5 separate regions of the Mus musculus genome follow, and regions 1, 2, 3 and 4 are each linked to region 5. The links are chromatin contacts, called in public Hi-C, HiChIP or PLAC-seq and promoter capture Hi-C maps. All regions are on one chromosome and are shown on one strand. The core of a region is the stretch at or near the end of the contact, and the rest is flanking DNA. Distances in the headings are between cores, read along the strand shown.

Region 1 (3,400 bases), core at 14-2,513, 250 kb after region 5:
ACTATAAGCACCTGAGAAATGAGGGCTGGGACCCACAAAATATGGCTGGTCAGGACAGCATCCTAACCCCAAAGACGACCAGATACAGCCGAGAGTCAGGAAACCATCATTCACAGTCCTTGTAACTACCGCGGGGGAGGAGGGGCTTCAGGGGCACAAGGTCCGAAACACCCAGGCAAGGCCAAGGCCAGGACATTGCAAAACCCACCCTCTCAGCAGTCCAAATGGGGCAGAAAGAAATGTAGCAACAGTCTCCTGGGAGTGTGGACAGGGAGAAAGGACTAGAGGCTTTTTCTCTCGGGCAGCCCCCATTGCAGGACAACCTAGCCTGATCTCCATACCTGTACCTTTTGCTTGTCCACTAAGCTTCCCTGCTCTGGGAGATGGGCAGAGGAGGATTCTGGCCACAGCCTCCTTCCTTTATTGCTAGCAAGCCAGGTCCAAAGACAGTTCGGCCCCCACCCCCCAGAAGAGGAAGTTAATGACAAGGAGAACCTGTGGCTACAACCTGGGCACAGGTGTCTTCTAACCGGCAGAGAGGTGGAAGCACGGACCGGAAGCCTGGCTAGGCTTCGGTTTCCCTGCTGGTGAAAGTGGGATTGGGCCTGTCCCACCTTCGCTCGGCCCCCTCCCTCTCCCAAAGCTAGCGGCGCGCGCAAACCCGACACTCCACGCTGCGCGCAGGGGGCGCCGCAGGGCCGAGCCCTACAAGCGGCGCACATCGTGACACGCGCCCCTGGGACGGGAAGCCGCGTCGTCGGAGGCTCCGGACCGTGGGGACGGCGGGGCGGGCGGGGCAGGAAGGAAAGAACGCGAGGAGCTCAGAAGTTAGGAAAGCGGAAGCGCGCGCCCATCCCGGCGTCCGGCCCCCTTGCCTCATGTTATCCACGGTGCGGCCGCCGTGGCGCAGCAGGCAGACGATCGAGGCCGCGGCGGAGAAGGACAGGCAGAGCACGCAGTAGAGACCGACCTTGGCGTAGAACCTGGCTGTGCGGCTCAGCTGCACAAGCAGCAACAGCAGCAGCAGCGCCGCCGTCAGCCATGGCCACGGGTCCATGGCGGCCGCACCCCAGCCCCGACGGCGCCGCCGCCCTCCACCCGCCGCCCGCGCCCCTTTTGAGGAGCGCCGAGGGTAGAGGGCGGGCCAGGCTGGAAGCCCAGAGCTAGGTGCGGCCGTCCCGCCCTGTTCCCGCCCCTCCGGGCCTGGCCCTGCCGGGGGGCATCGCGCCCCGCTCCGCCCCGCCGCGTCCTGGACGCGGACCCCGCCTCCCTCGGCCCTTCGGGTGTCACCCTCTCCGCCCCGCCCCTCCCTGCCACCCTGCCCCTTGCGGCAGGACATTGAGGTTCCCTCACTCGTCCCGCGGCTCCCATCTCTGAGCTGCCGGGTGGCCTGGGCTCTGGCGTTGCCTCCCACGCCCCTGCACCGGGGCTTGCGGCCACAAGTCCCCAGCCTGGCACCGCAGCTCCCTAAGGGTGTGCAACCGACCTAAGACGTGCCCATTATGCCAGTCTTGTCACCACACAAAGGACCATTGACCGGCTACTGAGTGACCAATGGTTACCTGACTAGGCCACCTGGCTGGTGGCCTGGGCCCTTTAGGTTCCCTTGAGCAGGGAGACTGAAGCCCTATTCCCATGATGCAACGAGCTGGGGGAGGCAGAAGGAGTAGTGAGAGTTTTGGAGTGGGGGTGTCTCTGGGGTAATGTGGCACCGGGGACCTTCTGATGCCCGGCCAGCAGTGTGGATCAGGCGATTGTGTTCCCATGCGCACTGTGTTCTAACCGCCAGCCTGTAGTTGGTGCTCACTGGGACACTTGTAGTAAGAAGCCTTGGGCTTGCAGGCCAGCCATATACATCCTTCCTGATCATGTTCTCAGAGCAGATGTCAGTGACAAAATGCATCTAGCTTCTTTTTTGGTGAGGTTGGTCTGCACCTAGGTGTGGAACTCAGCGATGGCTGTAGATATTAATGTGCCCACAGGCTCCCCTATATCCAGGCATTCTGAGAGAATCTCTGGTTTTCTCAGATCCGGAGAGATGATAATTTTAATATCTACCTATATAACTGTGCTTAGCTTTTTTTTTTTTTTTTAGACTTATTTTATGTATGCGAGTACACTGTAGCTATAGGTTGTGAGCCTTCATGTGGTTGTTGGGAATTGAATTTTTAGGACCCCTGCTCGCTCCGGTTAGCCCACTCAACTCTGGTCAACTCTGCTCCCTCAATCCCTGCTTGTACACCAGAAGACGGTGTCAGATCTCATTACCGGTGGTTGTGAGCCACCATGTGGTTATTGGGGCTTGAACTCAGGACCTTCGGAAAAGCAGTCAATGCTCTTACCGGCTGAGCCATTTCGCCAGCCCTGTGCTTAGCTTTTAAAGCAGGGCCAAAGCTGTGCCAGGGTGGGTAAGGAACCACCAGGAGTCACTCCAGCTTCAGGCTTCTGTGCTCATGAGGTTGCAGGCAGGGTGAGCTGCAGGGTTTCAGCTTCTCTGGTAGAAGACCCAGATATGCTTGGAGAGAAGGGGGGGGGGGAGAGGGGTGCTACGGGGCTGCTAGGATCCCAGCTGAGATCTCCAAGGCATCAGGTCCTCACAGCTCTGCAGCCCCCTCAGGAATGTATGCTGAGTCCTTCCTGCCTTTTAATTCTAACCAACCTGGTGTCCTTTTTATTTATTCATTTAGCGTATTGGTTTATGTTTTTAAGGTTTTTTGTTTGGTTTGGTTTGGTTTGTTTTTTTGGGGGGTGGGTTGTTTTTGTTTTTTTGAGACAGGGTTTCTCTGTGTAGCCCTGGCTGTCCGGGAACCTACTCTGTAGACCAGGCTGGCCTCGAACTCAGAAATCCACCTGCCTCTGCCTCCCAAGTTCTGGAATTAAAGGCGTGTGCCACCACGCCCGGCCGTCTTTAAGTTTTAAAGGTTTATTTTATGTGTGTGAAGTGTTTTATGTGCATGTATGTATGCATACCATGTGCATGCCTGGTGCCTGAGGAAGTCAGGAGACAGTGCTGGCAACTGAAACTGGGTCCTCTACAAGAGCAGCAAGTGCTCTTACCCACTGAGCCATCTCTCCAGCTCCTGTTGGGTTTTTGAACCCACCTTCAAACTGCTTACCTAGCCGGGGATGACCTTGGGCTTCTAAATCTCCGGCTCCCACCTCTCAAAGGAGGTTGCCACCATGCCAGGTTGAGGGTGATGGGGGTCACACCCAGGCCTTTGAGCAGTCATGCACTCTAGGCAAGCAGGTTATCAATTGAACTGCATGTGATCCCAACACAGACCACGACTTACTATTTTAAGGCAAGGTCTCACTATGTTGGCAGCTGGTCTTCTCCATACCTTGATGTGGGCTCCACGTTCTTCTTGGTATTTCATTCTTCCCTTGGGAGGGTCTCCGT
Region 2 (3,769 bases), core at 245-2,744, 170 kb after region 5:
GATACAGAAGTGTAGCTCTCCACAACTCATGGCTTTTGGTGAGGATGCAGGTGGGGAAGGACTCAGTTTTCCTTAAGGGACTGGACACTGAGATTTTACCATGCTCCAGTCTCCAGTGAGTATATGGGCAACACAAATTGGAATTTTCTTTTTTCTTCTTCCTTTTTGCAGGGGAGAGGTGTGTGTGTGTGTGTGTGTGTGTGTGTGTGTGTGTGTGTGTGTGTGTGTGAATTCCAAGTGGCAGGAGCCAACCTGAAGAAGCAGCTCACTCATTTGGTCATGTGGAAGGGACCTATCCAGCTCTACTCCCTATCTACTCCCTGGGTTTGGTAGCTGGAGGCAATCTTGGCTATACTGTGCCAAGGCTAACTTCTTATAGCTTGGCAGGTGCCTGCCTGTCTTCTGGGCACACACCTCTCCTCTGTCCAGGTCTGCTGCAATGCTGCTACCCCTGCAGGCTTCAGGAAGAGAGGCCTGTCCTGTGAAGCTTTGTGGTGGCTTTTGGAGCCCCCTGGGTCAGGTCATCTTGACTCTGCTCTGAGTCTTCACTGGCACAGAGCCTGGCTGAGCTGCACTGGAAAAGGCTCGGGGTGAACGGCTATGTGAAAATGGTCATTTACCCTACAGAGTGTGCTCCAGATGTGCAGCTCTGTGATGTGCAAATATGCGTGTGTGTGTTCCTGTGTGGGGGTGTCTATATGTGAGTTTTGCTCAAGTGCTTGCTGTCATGTTTGAAAGTATAGATGTACTTGTGAGCATGTGTGTGTGCTAACACACGTGTGTAAGTTTCTGTTTTCATACTCTTACTGGTAAGTGACCTGTAGTGTGTGCATGTATAAGCATATACAAATTATAACATCTGCATTTGGTTGTGTGTTTTTATGCGGAGAGGGATGAAGGGGAGGGAGGTCACCTGGGTCTGTCTTAGAGGACATGGGTCTCTAGCAAGGGATGGCCTGCAGAGGCTGAGTTCCAGGGGTCTTGACCCATGGGCTTCTCCACAGTGATACAGAGCTGAGCTGAGCTGTCTGGGCTCATCCTCCTCTGTGTAAATTTGCTGTAGTGACCCTGCACAGCCTCTTACATCTCCAACTGCATGGGGGACAGAGGCCAGTCAGGCTCAGGGAGGCACTGTGTAGCCTGAGGTCTCTGTGCTGGTCAGACTTGGGAGGCTCCGGTTCCTACTTTCAGGCAGGTCAACCTGGTGGCCTCCCCATTCTTGGTCTCCCTATGTGTGCCACACAGAGGGCTTGCATTGCTCTGTTTTGACGTTCTTAGCTGCGTCCTCAGTATAGATCTGCACCCCTCCAGGTCTTACTTATTCCAGGCTGGGCTCCCCAGAGAAAACATTTCCTCACACCACCCCCACGGGCGACAGTCCCAACATCTGGTTGGTGTTTGTAGCAAGCTGGGGGCGGAGGAGCATCTGCTGAGGGAATCAGCCATGTGGGAATCTGGGTCCTGCTTCTAGGGCTGTGAGAACTGGTGTGTGGAGGGCGGAGCTGGCCTGCCGGTCACACTGGCAGATCACATTTCCTGGTCTGTCCCAGGCTAGTGTGTGTAAGTTGGGGGGAGGGGGTAGCCTAGGACATGACTCAGAGAGTTGGTGAGCAGGCCAAAGCGGCACTGAGATGTTCAGCTCAGGTGTTGATGCTGGTGTGGGGGTGGAGATGGGGTAGGGAGAGGGGGGCCTCCTCCATGGACCAGTCTCCAGGTCTGGAAGGTTTACTAATGTTGTCAGTGACTAACTCTATATCCTAGGCTAGCTTTGAACTCACAGCAACCCCCCATACTTCAGCTTCCCAAGTGCTGGGATTACAAGTATAAACCTCTAATTTTTAAGTAGGGGGTTTATAATGCTGAGGAATCAAACCCATGGTGTCATGTATGCAAAGGGAAGTACTCTGACAAGAGTTCATCCATTTTTATGCAGAGAAGAATTCCAGAAGAACACATAGTCCTGAGTGGTAGAGAGGACCACAGGTAGGGGCAAGGGAGGCCCTTAGTACACTGGGGCTGCATCCGGGGTCTCAGTGGACTCCTAAACTGGACCCAGCTGGAAGGAGATCCCTAGGTTTGGACTTGGGGTACACTTCTGCAGAGACGGCTCAGACCAGATCCATAACCCACTGAGAGCCTCCACTCAGCCCTTCCGGTGAGGTAATGGGAAAAGCTTGCCTTGGCTGCCTGGCCCCCCTGCCAGAACTGAACATCCCAGAAGCCCAGAGCCGCCTGTGAGTTTATTCTGCTCTGCAGAGTGGGTGGATGGGGTGGGATGTCTGAGCTTTGCAGCAAGGGCAGGAGTTGATGTTCCCACCTCCCCCAGCCTCACAGGCCTGGCTCCTGGTCAGGTGTGTGCTCCTCCACCACCCCTCTGTGTCCTAGCTCCAGCCGGGGACTGGGGAAGCGTTTCCTGGTTCCCAGACTCTACACGCCAGGGACTTATTTATTGCTAAACGTTGTTTTTTTGTTGTGTTTTTTCACATAACCCTCCCCCCCATCCCAAGACTCAGGAAAGCCAGGCGCCAGGAGCTTGGAGGAGCCTGGCCGGAAAGGGGACAATTAAATCCAGGGGAGAAAGAGTTAAAGCCAGCCCCCCTGCCACTTTCCCACCCTCTACAATTCACCAGGAAATAAACAAGAAGGGTTGCTTCCATTCACCCTCGGAAAATTCAAGGATTTCCTCTGGTCGGGTGGGACTGTCCCCCAGATCCCTGGAGCCATGGAGTGGCAGGGCAGGAAGGGAACCCTGGGTGGGCAAGGGCTCCCCTGGCCAGCCCCCTGTTGATTAGGAGAAGGTCTCTTGTTCTGTCTCCAGAAATTCCAGCTAGGTGGTCAGGGGTCTCTTGGGACTCTGGGAGACAGCTGGGCCTGTGGGAATTGAGCTCTTTTGGAATCAGAGTTCATCCAGAGCCGCTCAGCATAGAATGTTCCTCCATTCTTCTTCCATCTGTTTCAGGGACTCTGCTATGGCCTTAGCAAGACCGCTCCTGACTCCAGGTGGGAGACCCACTCGGAAGCCCACAGTTGCACCTGCATTAAAGTGATGGGAACAAGCTGGTTGTGGTTGCACACCCCTTTAATCCCAGTACTTGAGAGGCAGGAGCAGGTTAATCTCTGAGTTCAAGGCCACCCGGGTCTAAGATGTAGTTCTAGGACATCCAGGGCTACACAGAGAAACCCTGTCTTGAAAAAACAAAAAGAAAGGTGAAGCAGTCTAAAGAGGGTGAGCCATGCCTCTATGCCCCTAAAGGAAGCAGCCTTGGCAGGAAGGTACTTGGAGGAACAGAAAAGGATGAATAAGGCTGCCAGGCAACGGACAGGTAAAGCGACCAACTGTCACACGCTACTTCCTAGGGACACCTTCTGAGTTTTGTTGCTATTGTTGAGACAACCTGTCTTTGTATAGGCTACATTGACCTTGAATCATAATCTTCCTGCCTCAGTCTCCTGAGTGCTGGGATAGCAGGTACACCCCACAGTTCCTGTAGGTACACTGTATCTTCATCTGGTCCTCAGGGGAAGGAATTTGGAAGCAGATGCCATGATCCATGATTCTCCATCAGAAGCTGGCTGGAGGTCAGACACAGGGCTGGAGAAGGAAAGAAAGCCGCTGTGCTAGGAAGGGTAGGCTGGAGGGTGGATTCCCTACTGGAAAGGTTCAGAAGCCTGTAGGGCAAAAGGTCACGTCTAGGTTTAAAAACCCACCAACTCCTGAGCTCAGAATCCCACCAATCCCCGGGATCAATCCAAGCTCAGTACTTGGAAT
Region 3 (3,635 bases), core at 10-2,509, 230 kb before region 5:
CACACATTCCAGCTTCTAGTCTCTTCCCTGGGGAATGAGTATACCCAATACCCCAACCTGGCCCTCAGGCTCACACCCCCCATCCCTCTAGGCTCTTCCTCTTGTAAAACCACACCCCAAATACACATCTTAAAGCTGAGGGATGGGCTCTGAGCTTGCCCAGTGAGGGAGAGAGCCAGGCTTTCCCATTTTCTACTCTCTTCATTTCAGGACCAGGACCGGCCACTCAACCTCTATTTTCTTAAAAGCTTCCCCCCCCCTTTTTTTTATTTAAGAAAAAAAAAATCCAATTATAGCACAAATCTCTCAGCAGGGGTCAGTGTGGAATAAGAATAGCCAAAGTTAATGGACATGACACAGGCAAGATAAATGCCTGAAGGGTTTCAAAAGTTGTATGATGCAGATTTCATTAACATTTTAATTGTAATGTATCTTTTTAATCTTCTCTCACCCTAATGGCTTTATATCTTTAAAAAAAAAAAAAGAAAGAAAAAAAAACTGCTGACAACAACAAAAAGTATCAATATACAAAACTTAACAAAGGCGCTTAGCAGCACAATAGTAACTAGATTAAATGAGCAAAAGCTGTGTTAACATTGTGATTTTTAAAAGCAGAGTCAAGAGTGCAGCAAAGAGTGGCTGGGCAGAGGAGGCCGGCCAAGGACGAAGGCCCGGGGCTCCAGTGGGGAGGGAATGCCCCATCCACAGGTAGCAGCCCACACCGCCCACCCCCACCCCCACCAACACCAACACCAGCAACATAGGAGACAGAATGGAGAGACTCCAGAAACATCAGAGGCTGAGGCAAGCAAGCCCTTCTCTCCAAATTGGGCTGTGAGTAAGAAGAGACACTCAGAAGCCCCCATAAAAGGGGCTTCAGCCTTTCATGTTGGAATGAATCCCACCAGGGACTGCAACCACTTTTAACTATGGACATACTGTTACTTCTGACTTTTACAAAATGGAAGTTTTCAAAGTATTCTTGGATCTAACTACAGAGGAATTGGGACATTTTATTTTCAATCAATAAACATTCCTTGGGGGCTGCCTTTGCTGGACCCAGTGCACTTTACCCTATATCCTCCTGCCTTTCAGATGGCAATCCCTCCCCACTGGAATACCAGGGGGCACTAGCCACCCCAGGATCAGACAGCTCACAGGCCTGACTCCTTGCTCACCCCCAGTGACTATATATGGGCACTTTCAGGCCCCAAGTTGTTCCCGCCCCACCCCACCCCTGCCTGCTTCCCAGACACCAGCAAGGGGCGGGCCTGGAGCTGGAGGCCCATCTGTGGCTGGGTGCCCTCCAGGATGCCAGGCCTGGTGCAGGGAGGAGGGCATGATTCCTAAGAGCCCCAGCCAGCCCTTCCCCAGGGACCTGGAAACAACTCCAGAGAAAAAGCCTCCTTCCCCCTGAGACGGAGCCAGCCTCCCCTTAAAGGGCCAGCAACATTCTCACCAAGGGTCTCCTCATCCCAAGGGCAGCAGGCCAGGCAGAGCCTGCTTGGAGACCTAGCTTGGATTCCAGAGAGGGACAGCCTGGGGAGGGGGCAAAATCTCCAGTAATCTGGCCTTAAATTCCTAACTCAGAACCCAGGCCTGGCACTGCAGACTCCAGGGCAGGCAGATCCTGGGTCAGAGTCCATGCTTTGCTCTGCTCAGACTCCTCTCTGGGCGAGAGACAGCATGAGCTCCAAATTGAGGACACAGGCCTGTAGGCTGGGAGAACCAGACACACAGGTCTCTGCTTCTAAAACCCCAACTTCCAATGTCAAAGACAGGCTTGGCCAACTGCAGCAGAGAGCAGCCTGGCTCTAGGAGAAGTGCAGGTGATGCCAACAGGAGACAGCCTAGGAAAGAGTGAGAATCTGCTAAAACAGCAACAGAGGTTGCCAGGATCCTTGCACTGGAGAGCAGGCTAGAGCAGCCACCTCGGGCCAGATCACATGCTGCTGCTTCTCCTGTAGTCGGGGCCCAGCCAGGGGATGGGGGTGAGAATGCTGTAAGGCTGAAAGGAAAAAAAAAAAAAAAAAAACAAATCCCAGGAGGAGGCAATGGTGGACAAGGCTCTGAGAAGAGCTGCCCACATCTGAGAAACTATGTTAGATGCTAACCAAGCTTCTCATGATAACTCAGGGCCAGGCTGCTCATACTGCCTGAGTAGAAGAGTCTTGCCAAGTCAGTCCTAAACAGACTCTAGTGCTCCTTCATCACCTGATTATACTCAGGCAAAGCAGACTTTATACACTCGCCCACTGGCCAGCTGCAGGAAGCATACACCTGCTAGGAACAGCTAAAGCCCAGTGTCCCGGGGGCTGGTGGTGACTGCCCCTTGCATTGAGGAAGTGTCTCTTGCATTACCACATGGCTCTGCTCACTTCTCCAAAAGGCCAAACCTGGAGTAGGGTATAAGGACACATACTTGTAATCCCAGATCTTAGAAGGCTGCAGGGTCAGGGGTTCAAGGTCATCCTCAGCTACAGAGTGAGCTCAAGGCCAGTTTGAATGACATAAGATTCTGTCTCAAAAAATAAAAAAATAATAAAAAAATAAAGCAAAGCAAAAACAGGTCTCAAAGTCCACACAGGTGTGACTCAGATGAGGGTGACCCCTAGAAACATCGCCATGGGTACCCGCATCCAACCCCATTCCAACCAGCCATGACTCTTCAGAGCTGGAAGGCAGCCTATGTCACCTCGAGAATCTAGGCACAGCAGGAGGCCACTGTGGGCCAGACACACAAAAGCAGCAGCTAGTAAGGCAAGGGTGGGTATCTGCAGGAGAGCAGCACATAACTGGGACAGGGGGTGTAGACAGAAGTCACTTTCTCTGAGCCTCACACTGAGGGTTTGTGGCTTTGTGGCAGAGGAAGGTAAGGGATTGAGGTCTGATAGTGGTTGGTGGTCGCTGGACCAACAAACAGCACACACCCTCAGCAGCCTGGGAGGCCTGGTGAGTCACTTCACCCCTACACCCAAAGTGACTTCAACCCATCGTAAGCTCTCCAGAGAACTCCCTAGAAGTCACCAGGAAGGAGGAGGAGAGTCCAGAAGATAGGAGATGGGGTGACTTCATGGGCATGTCTGGGGGAATGAGTACAGAAAACATGAACAACCAGGGTTGGCAGGTTGGGTACCGTGCATGTTCTAAGATCAAGGATGTCAAAGGCACAGATCTTAGAGACAGGGAGTCACATTCTGTTAAGGTAACCACAGCTCTCAGTTTCTGCCCCATCAGTGCTGGACCCCTATACCAAGACCTGCCTAGACCCAAGAGATCACACTGGCCACCATGAAAATTAGGCAGAAAGGACCTCTGTGGCAAACAGGGCTCTGTGGCACACCGGCTCACCCCCTGAAACAACTATTCTGACAGACAGTGCAGGTTCAAGAACTAGTCTGAAAAAAAGGTTTGGTAAGATCGTCAAACTCATGCACAAGCCCTCTCCCAGGAAGCGTCGCTCTGGGAACCCACACATAATGCCGACAGTCCATAACGCAGACCGATGGCGGTTGGTGAGCAGCTCAGAAGCAGCCTGGCGCTCAACTCTTGCAGCACAAGCGTTTCTCTCTGATAGTGTTTCCCAGCATTCTAAATGGCTTCTAGCTCCCGGAATCAGCAAGGCTCAGATGCCA
Region 4 (3,523 bases), core at 62-2,561, 210 kb after region 5:
GACTGACCTAGGCCCTCTGCAAATATGTAACAGTTGTGTATCTTGGTGTTCATGTGCTCCTAACAGTGGGAGCAGGGCTGTCTTTGAGACCCTTTCCCCCTACTGGGCTACCTCATCTGACCTCTTAGGAGAGAATGCTCCTAGTCTTACTGCGACTTGATACACCAGGGCTGTTTGATAACCATGGGAGGAGGAGGAGATGAGGGAGTGGGGAGGCCTGAAAGGAGAGGACAGAGGGACATTTCAGTAGGAGTGTAAATTTAATTAATTAATTAATACGATAATTCATGTGCTTTGCATGTTTGTTGGGTCATGTGACCTAGGTCTGGCTAGGCATGTTGAATGTCGGAGATCAGAGAGATCCATCAGGATATAAGGGCAAGAGGTTGAGGGTAAGCGGAGTAACAGAGAACAGAGAGGCCCAGGGTCCTTTGTGAGTCTAAGCCCAGGGTCTGGGCTGAACCTCAGAGCTGGTCAGACTGGATGAGAAGGGCTGGGGACAGTGAGGAACTGAGCCACCTGGGGCTGCTTGCCCAGCAACCAAGGTCAGCTTCAAGTCACCTCTCCACTTCACTTGTGAATAACAGCTCTTCCCATCCCGAGGGAGCCTGTGGCCACCAGACACCTGCTTTCTCCCTGTTCCCACAGTTCTTGCCTTCCCTCCACAGTCTGTCTTGGTACCTTATTGGGGCTCGCCAGACTCCATTGGCTTCTAAAGGCTCTCGGGGACACTGAGGCATGCCACCCAGGCTACAGTCCCAGGGCTATAGACCTGCTTTCAGTACTGTGAATGCCAGGTGTGCAGCTGGAAGCCTGCAGCCAGACACCCTGAAGTTAGGTTAGTATCCTGAAACCTAGACACCACAGATCTCTGGACAAAGCCTGTAGGCTGCCCTCCCCAGCCTTTGTACCCGAGTGCAGAGTACAGAGCCCTAAAGGGCCTTCAAGTGCTGTGAGGGTGGACACTGCACCGTGCCTCTACTTAACAGAGCTCCGTGTGCAGGCTCAGGTGTGACCTGCCTCTTGTAGGGACCCTGGAGACTGAGGTCCTCACTGGATACTGCACCCACCCACTGCCCGTCCTGTACCCTGGTTTCTCTGACAACCCAGTTACCTGTTGCTGGGGGTCAGACGTGTCTGTTGCCAGGGCCAGGGATGGAGCTGAGCAGAGGCAGTAAGGCAGAACAGGGATGTCCCAGCCCACTCTTCTGGACACACAAAGGCCTGCTGACCATCCATATGCTGCTGCTTTGATTTGTTGGGGCGGGGGCTGGAATTGGCTGACATGCTCCAACCTATCGACCTTGGCACAATGGAGCACCCTGCAGGCAGGCTTGCGTATCCTTGTGCCCCATTACCTTCTCAGAGCCCCTTCAACTGGGCTACAAGCATCCCAGCTGCTGCAAGCCAAAGGAGTTATTACTCAGCACTCATGCTTTGCTGGCTGAACAAGAGGTGTTCGGTGAGGGGCTAACGAGGGGATGTCAGGGAATGGAAACTGAGAGCAGCATCAGCCCCAGAGGATGAAGCATGGCTTCCTGCTGGCCTCAGGAGCTCCAACACAAATGCCTTGTCTTCATCTGTGTCTGCCTTGCCAAAGTCCTCTCCAGTCCACAGTAGCACTAGTATGGACCCACCTGTGGTCCTGTGCTGACTTCCAGTCAGGACCGTCAAGTTCCTCGTCTCTGAGAATGGGGAGCTCCCATCTGAGGGGAGGTTGCAGAGGAGGCCTGGACTAAGAGTGGGGAACCCTCCTTGCCTCTTTTAGGAGAGCTTCCTCCTTCTCCTCCCCTCAAACTTGTCTTTACCCCTCCCCCACAAACCTTCCTAGTCTTCAAGCAGCTGGTATCCCTTGGTAGGCCATGAGGATACTGAAGGGTTTTCGGAGGCCTGGATATTGATGGCCATTGGGTCTAGGGTGGGAGAGAAGCTGAGGAAGGTACAGGGTCCAGACAAACTGTGGGTACCTGGAAGAGTGGGATCACACATACCTATGTACACAGGCTACATCCATGACCGTTTCTAAAGCCACATTGTCCCCTTGTGGTCACCTTGTGGTTCTGCATCATCTGGGATTCCTCCCAGACCAGAAGTGAAATAAATACGAGGTGCTCAGAGCAGGCTGGCAAGAACTCTGGCCACTTGGGGTTTACAGGGACGGAGGAAGGGAAGGAGCTGGGGAGCCCCTTGCTCTAAACACTGTGGTTTGAACTCAGAGCCTGTGTTTTTGACCTGGAAACCTACACTTCCCTCATCCACCCCAGGGTTGGAAGGAGAGGACTCAGGACCTCTCCAGAGAAGCAGGGCCAGGGCCAACAGGGGTAGGTAGGGACCTGCTCCTCCCCACGATCCAGGCCGGTGGGGAAGGAATGGCAGGGCTGCCACCTCCAAGGACTGCAGACGAGGAGATTGCATACCAATAAAGCAGAAAGAAAACAAGTAGATAGAACTGAGATTAGAATGGACCAAGAGGGAGCTGGGGAGGGGAGGACCGGAGTTTACATCCCAGAACCAGCATGGCAGCTCACAGCTGCCTGTGACTCCAGTTCCAGGGACCCAGCACCTCTCATACAGACAGACATGCAGGCAAAACACCAATGCATATAGAAATGAACGAGTTTTTAAAAAATAAATAAATAAATAAATAAATAAATAAATAAATAAATAAATAAAATGGACTAACAAGCAAGTCAATGTAACACAGTTAAATCTGGACAGACTTGTAAAAAGATAGCTCTCAGAATAAACCAAGGAAGAGACATACTCCACCAAAGTCAGGCTCCAAAGATGGAGCGTTGGCTCACACTCAACAAGCACCAGGAAAGCAGTGTTTCAGTCAGGAGCCACTTTGGGGTCAGCACTCGGGAGGAAAGGGCGAGAGGAGAGCCCATGGTTAGCCCAGGGGCATCATGAGATGGGGAGAGAAAGTGGAAACAGGGAAAATAATGTGTTAGAGTTCTGAAATACCTGATGATCAAAAATTTGGCAACTCAGATGACATAAAAATTCCTCGAAGGACAAAAGTCACTAACACAAGAAGAAAAGCAACAGAAAAATCCTGCACCTACGAAAGTTCAATTTATAATCAAACTTGGTACACTGCCTGCCTGGCACGCATGAAGCACTAGGTTTGATTCCCAGTGCCACATAACACAAAACCAAAACCAAAACAAGCAGAGGACAGGGTGAGATGGCTCAGGCTAAAGGTGCTTGCCACCAAGATCTAGGATCTATGTCTAACACAGTGGGAAGGATCCTGTTCCATCCCTGAGACCCACAGGTTCTCAGGAAAATTAGAACTGACTCCCAGAAGTTGTCCTCTGACCTCCATATGAGCATGATCTCACACACGCGCATGTGCGCACACACAGGAACACACACACAATACATACTCACACACATGCACACACTCACATGCACATACACACACATACACCCACACTCACACATACACACACTCACACACACACTCACATGATAAATTTGATTGCAGTACTGCAGTCCCAGTGCCAGGCGAGTGGGA
Region 5 (3,739 bases), core at 119-2,618:
TGTACCACCAAGGGCCGTGGCCCTGCCTCTCACCAGGTAACACCCATCCCTGCATTTCAGTCTTGTCCCTACATATCAGAGCTGAGATTTCTCTGCAGTCCAGGTCTAAGAGGCGAACCCTAGAGACCCAAGGCCTGCACACTTATCACAGGCTATCTCCTCTGTGGCTCTGCCCTTACTCCTGCCACTGATCCCTCCTCATAGAACATTAAGAAGGCATCAGGCACAGCCTCCAAACTGACTCCTGGCCCTCCCCACTGCTCTCCCAAAAGTGGGAACACCACTGAAGGCTGCCCCAGTCCATAATCTGACACATACCCTTCCATCTGCCCTGAGTTGGCAGAGGACAAAAAGCCTCCACTAGAGATTGATAAGGCCCCTGGCGAGATCAGAGGTCAGGCAGTGACAGAGGTAGAGCCATAGAACTAGTTTGCCATATTTGGGGCCATTCATGGTTCATCTGAAGTTCAAATTCAACTGCTTCCAGGTCCACGTGGAAGCTGGGCTGTCCAGGTAGAGAGATCCAGGCAATGGATCCAGGCTCACACAGGGCCACAATCTTACTGTCTCCTACCCCTCCCAGCTGGCCTCACCTCTTCCCCTTCAGGTCAGAGAACCAGCTTAGGTTGTCTGCGATGATGTGGTGGTTCTGGCAACCAGGGCAAGTCACGATGACCACGCCCTGGTGATAGGCCAACTTTGAGATGCGCTTGGATGACCGAGTCCCACAGACCTAGCTGGGTTAGAGAGGTGGTCAGGCAAGGCATACACAGGAAAGTCTCTCCCAAGGTCTAACTCCATCCCGAGGGACAGCCTCAACCCTTTCTCTGATGATCCCACCTAGGCGACGGCGTCATTTCTAGACGCCTGTCTCCTGATAACCCAACCTAGAAGGCCCTGTGCCTCATTCCCACCCAGCCATTTGTAAAGACTCCGCCTCCTCCCTGGTCCGAAGGATACTTCCACGTTTCTGCCAGGACCCTACACCAACAGGAAACCAGCCAGCACCAGGTGTTGCCGACAGCGCCCACCTTGCAGGTGTAGACGAGTTGATAGTGGTCCGCTTCCACGCGCCCCAGCGCCGCCGCACGCCCTGATCCCGGCGCGGAGCTCGAGCTCCGCCAGCCCGAGGCCCAGCCCCAGGCCCAGCCCCGAAGTCTCTCCGCGGTCTTTAGGCGAGCCCCCAAATCCCAAAGCCGCCGCGGTCCGGAATCCCGGGTCCGCACACTACGAAGTAGTGTCGGCATGCGGCTCAGCGCTGTCCGCAACATCCCGCCTGCGAATCCTTAGCCACCTTTTCTTGCACCGCCCCGTGAAGCTGCGTCGACCATTTTGGTAACGGGCGCAGCGGCCGGAAGCGGCCCTCTTCGGCTTCCATCCGCCACCGGTGCACTGCTTTCTGTTGCCCCCTGGTGTCGCCCCGCTTGCATATCCAACCAACAGGCTCAGCTCGGTGATTATTTTATTTAGTTGCATTTTCTAATTCTAATACAGTAAAAAAAAAAAAAAAAAAAAAAAAACCGCAGCATCCTTTCACAATTCCACAGATGCTCAGCCTCGGCGCGGTTCGCTAGGAGCCCTCGGTGTCGGTGTTGTCGCTGCCTGTCGTATTCCCGCGATCCCCTTCTCCCTGCCGCCAGCTGTTCTGCATCTTGCGGAGCGCCCGCTTCCTGTGGGGCCCGCAGTGTGAGCAGGTAGGCACAGGTGTCCCACCCGCCAGCCGTCCTGCCCGCCGCCCCACACCTGCGGTAGTTCTCGAAGCTCTCCTTGAGGCGCCGCCGCTCCTTCTCCGGGGGCTCGCTGCTGCTGGGCCCCATGCCCTAGAGAAGGAACGGGGCCGGCAGCTGGACAACGGGGCGGGCAGCTGGACACCGTGGCCTTACCACGGCAGCCCTGGGACTCCAGCAGGTGTGGAGCATAGCTAGCTGGCCGTGGGGTCTGCTGGACTCCGAGATGACTGAGCGTGGGGTGACAACCCCTTTGTAGCCAGGTGAGTGGAAGACTTCTTTGCAGTGAACAGCAGTATGGGTGTCCTTACATTGTCCCCTCCCCTGTCCAACCACCCCACTATCCAAATGTTACATCCTACCCATACACTACCAAAGACCTTGTGATCCCCAGCTGTCCAGTGGCGTCACCCTCCTCCCCAGGATCAGCCATGTAGTAACCAGGGCTCTTGGGAACCCCAATCAGCCTTACATGGGTCAGTGAAAGATGCTCCTTGTTCAGAGCCATAAAGGGCTGCTCTGGGCTCTCCCTGTCTGCCAGTACACCTGAAAGGAAGATCTGTGCTTATGGGGGCCCCATCTGGTATGGCCACCTCCCTCTGCAAACAGCCCAACTAGCATTAGCCTAGGTCAGCCTTACGGGCTGGGACCTTTGCATGAGTCCAGTGGGGACTGCATTTCACAGAAACAGGCTGAGCCCTTGACTGCTACATCAACAGGGCTCCTACCATCAGTCACCCATACCGCCCAAGCTGACTGTCACCAAACACAAGGACAGATGGCTAGGAAAGACTCCAGGTCCCCATGATTATTTGCGAATGCATGCCCCAGTCCATGTCCCTTTTAGCTTGGCAACATTTTTGTGTCTAGTGGTTCCCATGGGTGGTGTGGGGGCAGCCTCAGTGGAGAGCTCAGGGCATCGGGGGCCTGGGTTAGTGCAAGTACACCATATTAATTAGAAGAATAATCATTCCAGGTAGCCAGAGCCAGCATGCCCCAGGTCCTGGGCAAACCAAGGCTCAAGCCTCTAGGTAGAAGATGTGCAGGGAAGGCTATGAACATCAAGAAACAATTATATCCAAGGAGGGCTCAGGGTGTGAGAACAACCCCGTCCCAGCAGCCCTGCCCCCTTCCCCTCTCATTTTCGTTGTGCCTAACTGTTGGCATGCCTTCAAGGGAGCTGGCTGCTCTTGCATCCTTCTCCTTGTGTGCCCACATGGAGCTCAGTGACCTCAGGTTGGGTCTTGGGGGCTGCAGTGGGTGACCCGTGCTTCTCCATCTACACCTCTTGTTCCCCTTTTGCCTTTGGTTAGAGCCTGGGGTAAGGCTGAGCTGAGGAAGTCTGTCTGACTTGTCACGAAAGCTCCCTGGGCTCCTCCCTGCGCCAGACCCTCTCGCCACCCACCCTCAGCTGCCCCAGCTGCCACCCCCCAGCTATTAGATCAGAGGAGGGTCCCGCCTGTCAGCCTGCTGTGGATAGCACAACCCCCAGCTCCTTGCTTGTGGCCCTGTCCGTAGCTCTATTCCTCCCCTCCTCATTGAGCACACCTGGGTACTGGCTAGTATCTCCCCCTGCAGGAGGAAGGCTAGTGGGGAAAGATGGGCCTATGAGGGATGGGGCCTCCACAATCACTGTCCTCTGAGCCACAGACCCTGAGACCTAAGTCCCACATTCAAATCAGATTCCTTATTCTCCGGGTGTGTTAGTCTAAGAGTTCTGCCCTTCACCATTGACTCTCCTTGCCTTGGGGAGTATCATCCTTGGCTGGAGTGGTGTGAATTCTGAGACAAAGTAAGTGACACAGCTTTACGTGCTGAGGATGGGCCAGGGTTAGGGAGGCCAGGAGACTGCAGCCTACATGCCTCTGATAGTACACGGTATCCTCACCTTTGTCTGAGAGCTGGGCATCCTCCTCCAGATCCTGAGGCAGTGAGAGCTTCCAAACAGAGACACGCCACCCAGTTAGACCATGCTACAAGCCACCATTGCCCTTCCTGTACTAAGTGTGGCC

Evidence for each region. Promoter capture Hi-C pulls out the DNA fragments that hold promoters and counts their contacts. A called contact is a pair of places that touch in the nucleus more often than the background predicts. HiChIP or PLAC-seq counts read pairs in DNA pulled down with a chosen protein or histone mark.
Region 1: a contact with region 5 is called in a promoter capture Hi-C map of neural stem cells. The contact joins the promoter of Agpat2 here to the promoter of Dnlz in region 5. A contact is called at or near these places in 15 of 39 promoter capture datasets (the 3T3-L1 cell line, the C10 cell line, HPC-7-derived erythroid cells and 7 more), 2 of 484 Hi-C or Micro-C datasets (CD8 T cells and bone marrow-derived macrophages), 19 of 115 datasets of contacts at active chromatin or transcription factors (the 230-238 cell line, the NIH/3T3 cell line, the SCID.adh cell line and 11 more) and 4 of 9 other capture datasets (adipose tissue, liver, macrophages and 1 more).
Region 2: a contact with region 5 is called in a FOXA1 HiChIP or PLAC-seq map of pancreatic cancer cells. The contact joins the enhancer-like site here to the promoter of Dnlz in region 5. A contact is called at or near these places in 6 of 39 promoter capture datasets (the C10 cell line, cranial neural crest, embryonic stem cells and 2 more), 1 of 115 datasets of contacts at active chromatin or transcription factors (pancreatic cancer cells) and 4 of 9 other capture datasets (adipose tissue, embryonic stem cells, liver and 1 more).
Region 3: a contact with region 5 is called in a FOXA1 HiChIP or PLAC-seq map of pancreatic cancer cells. The contact joins the enhancer-like site here to the promoter of Dnlz in region 5. A contact is called at or near these places in 10 of 39 promoter capture datasets (embryonic stem cells, erythroid cells, fetal liver and 4 more), 2 of 115 datasets of contacts at active chromatin or transcription factors (embryonic stem cells and pancreatic cancer cells) and 1 of 9 other capture datasets (liver).
Region 4: a contact with region 5 is called in a Hi-C map of bone marrow-derived macrophages, with 36 read pairs. The contact joins the enhancer-like site here to the promoter of Dnlz in region 5. A contact is called at or near these places in 23 of 39 promoter capture datasets (the 3T3-L1 cell line, 3T3-L1-derived adipocytes, the C10 cell line and 12 more), 4 of 15 datasets of contacts at CTCF or cohesin (CD8 T cells, embryonic stem cells, large pre-B cells and 1 more), 11 of 484 Hi-C or Micro-C datasets (the HL-1 cell line, LSK cells, the N1E-115 cell line and 6 more), 31 of 115 datasets of contacts at active chromatin or transcription factors (the 230-238 cell line, the HPC-7 cell line, the SCID.adh cell line and 19 more) and 4 of 9 other capture datasets (adipose tissue, embryonic stem cells, liver and 1 more).

What each region holds. Positions count from the first base shown.
Region 1 is chr2:26,603,154-26,606,553 of GRCm38.p6, forward strand. Agpat2 (1-acylglycerol-3-phosphate O-acyltransferase 2 (lysophosphatidic acid acyltransferase, beta)) reads right to left here and starts at 1,264. Exons shown (of 6, transcript NM_026212.2): 1 at 876-1,264. The coding sequence starts at 1,057.
Region 2 is chr2:26,524,382-26,528,150 of GRCm38.p6, forward strand. No RefSeq gene overlaps it. Among named protein-coding and RNA genes, the nearest start is that of Gm35978, 22 kb to the left of the region's middle. Within about 2 kb of position 1,495, at least 108 of the 459 cell types and tissues checked have an H3K27ac peak or open chromatin away from gene starts, as enhancers often do. A contact at or near this core is called in pancreatic cancer cells, where this site is marked.
Region 3 is chr2:26,117,457-26,121,091 of GRCm38.p6, forward strand. It overlaps a transcript of Nacc2 not described here. Among named protein-coding and RNA genes, the nearest start is that of Tmem250-ps, 21 kb to the right of the region's middle. Within about 2 kb of position 1,260, at least 86 of the 459 cell types and tissues checked have an H3K27ac peak or open chromatin away from gene starts, as enhancers often do. A contact at or near this core is called in liver and pancreatic cancer cells, where this site is marked.
Region 4 is chr2:26,559,795-26,563,317 of GRCm38.p6, forward strand. No RefSeq gene overlaps it. Among named protein-coding and RNA genes, the nearest start is that of Gm36171, 6.4 kb to the left of the region's middle. Within about 2 kb of position 1,312, at least 11 of the 459 cell types and tissues checked have an H3K27ac peak or open chromatin away from gene starts, as enhancers often do. A contact at or near this core is called in the SCID.adh cell line, bone marrow-derived macrophages and pancreatic cancer cells, where this site is marked.
Region 5 is chr2:26,350,742-26,354,480 of GRCm38.p6, forward strand. Dnlz (DNL-type zinc finger) reads right to left here and starts at 1,369. Exons shown (of 3, transcript NM_026828.3): 1 at 1,032-1,369; 2 at 594-733. The coding sequence starts at 1,271. It overlaps Card9 (caspase recruitment domain family, member 9), which reads right to left. Exons shown (of 13, transcript NM_001037747.3): 10 at 3,616-3,664; 11 at 2,200-2,273; 12 at 1,744-1,820; 13 at 1,446-1,670. The coding sequence ends at 1,571.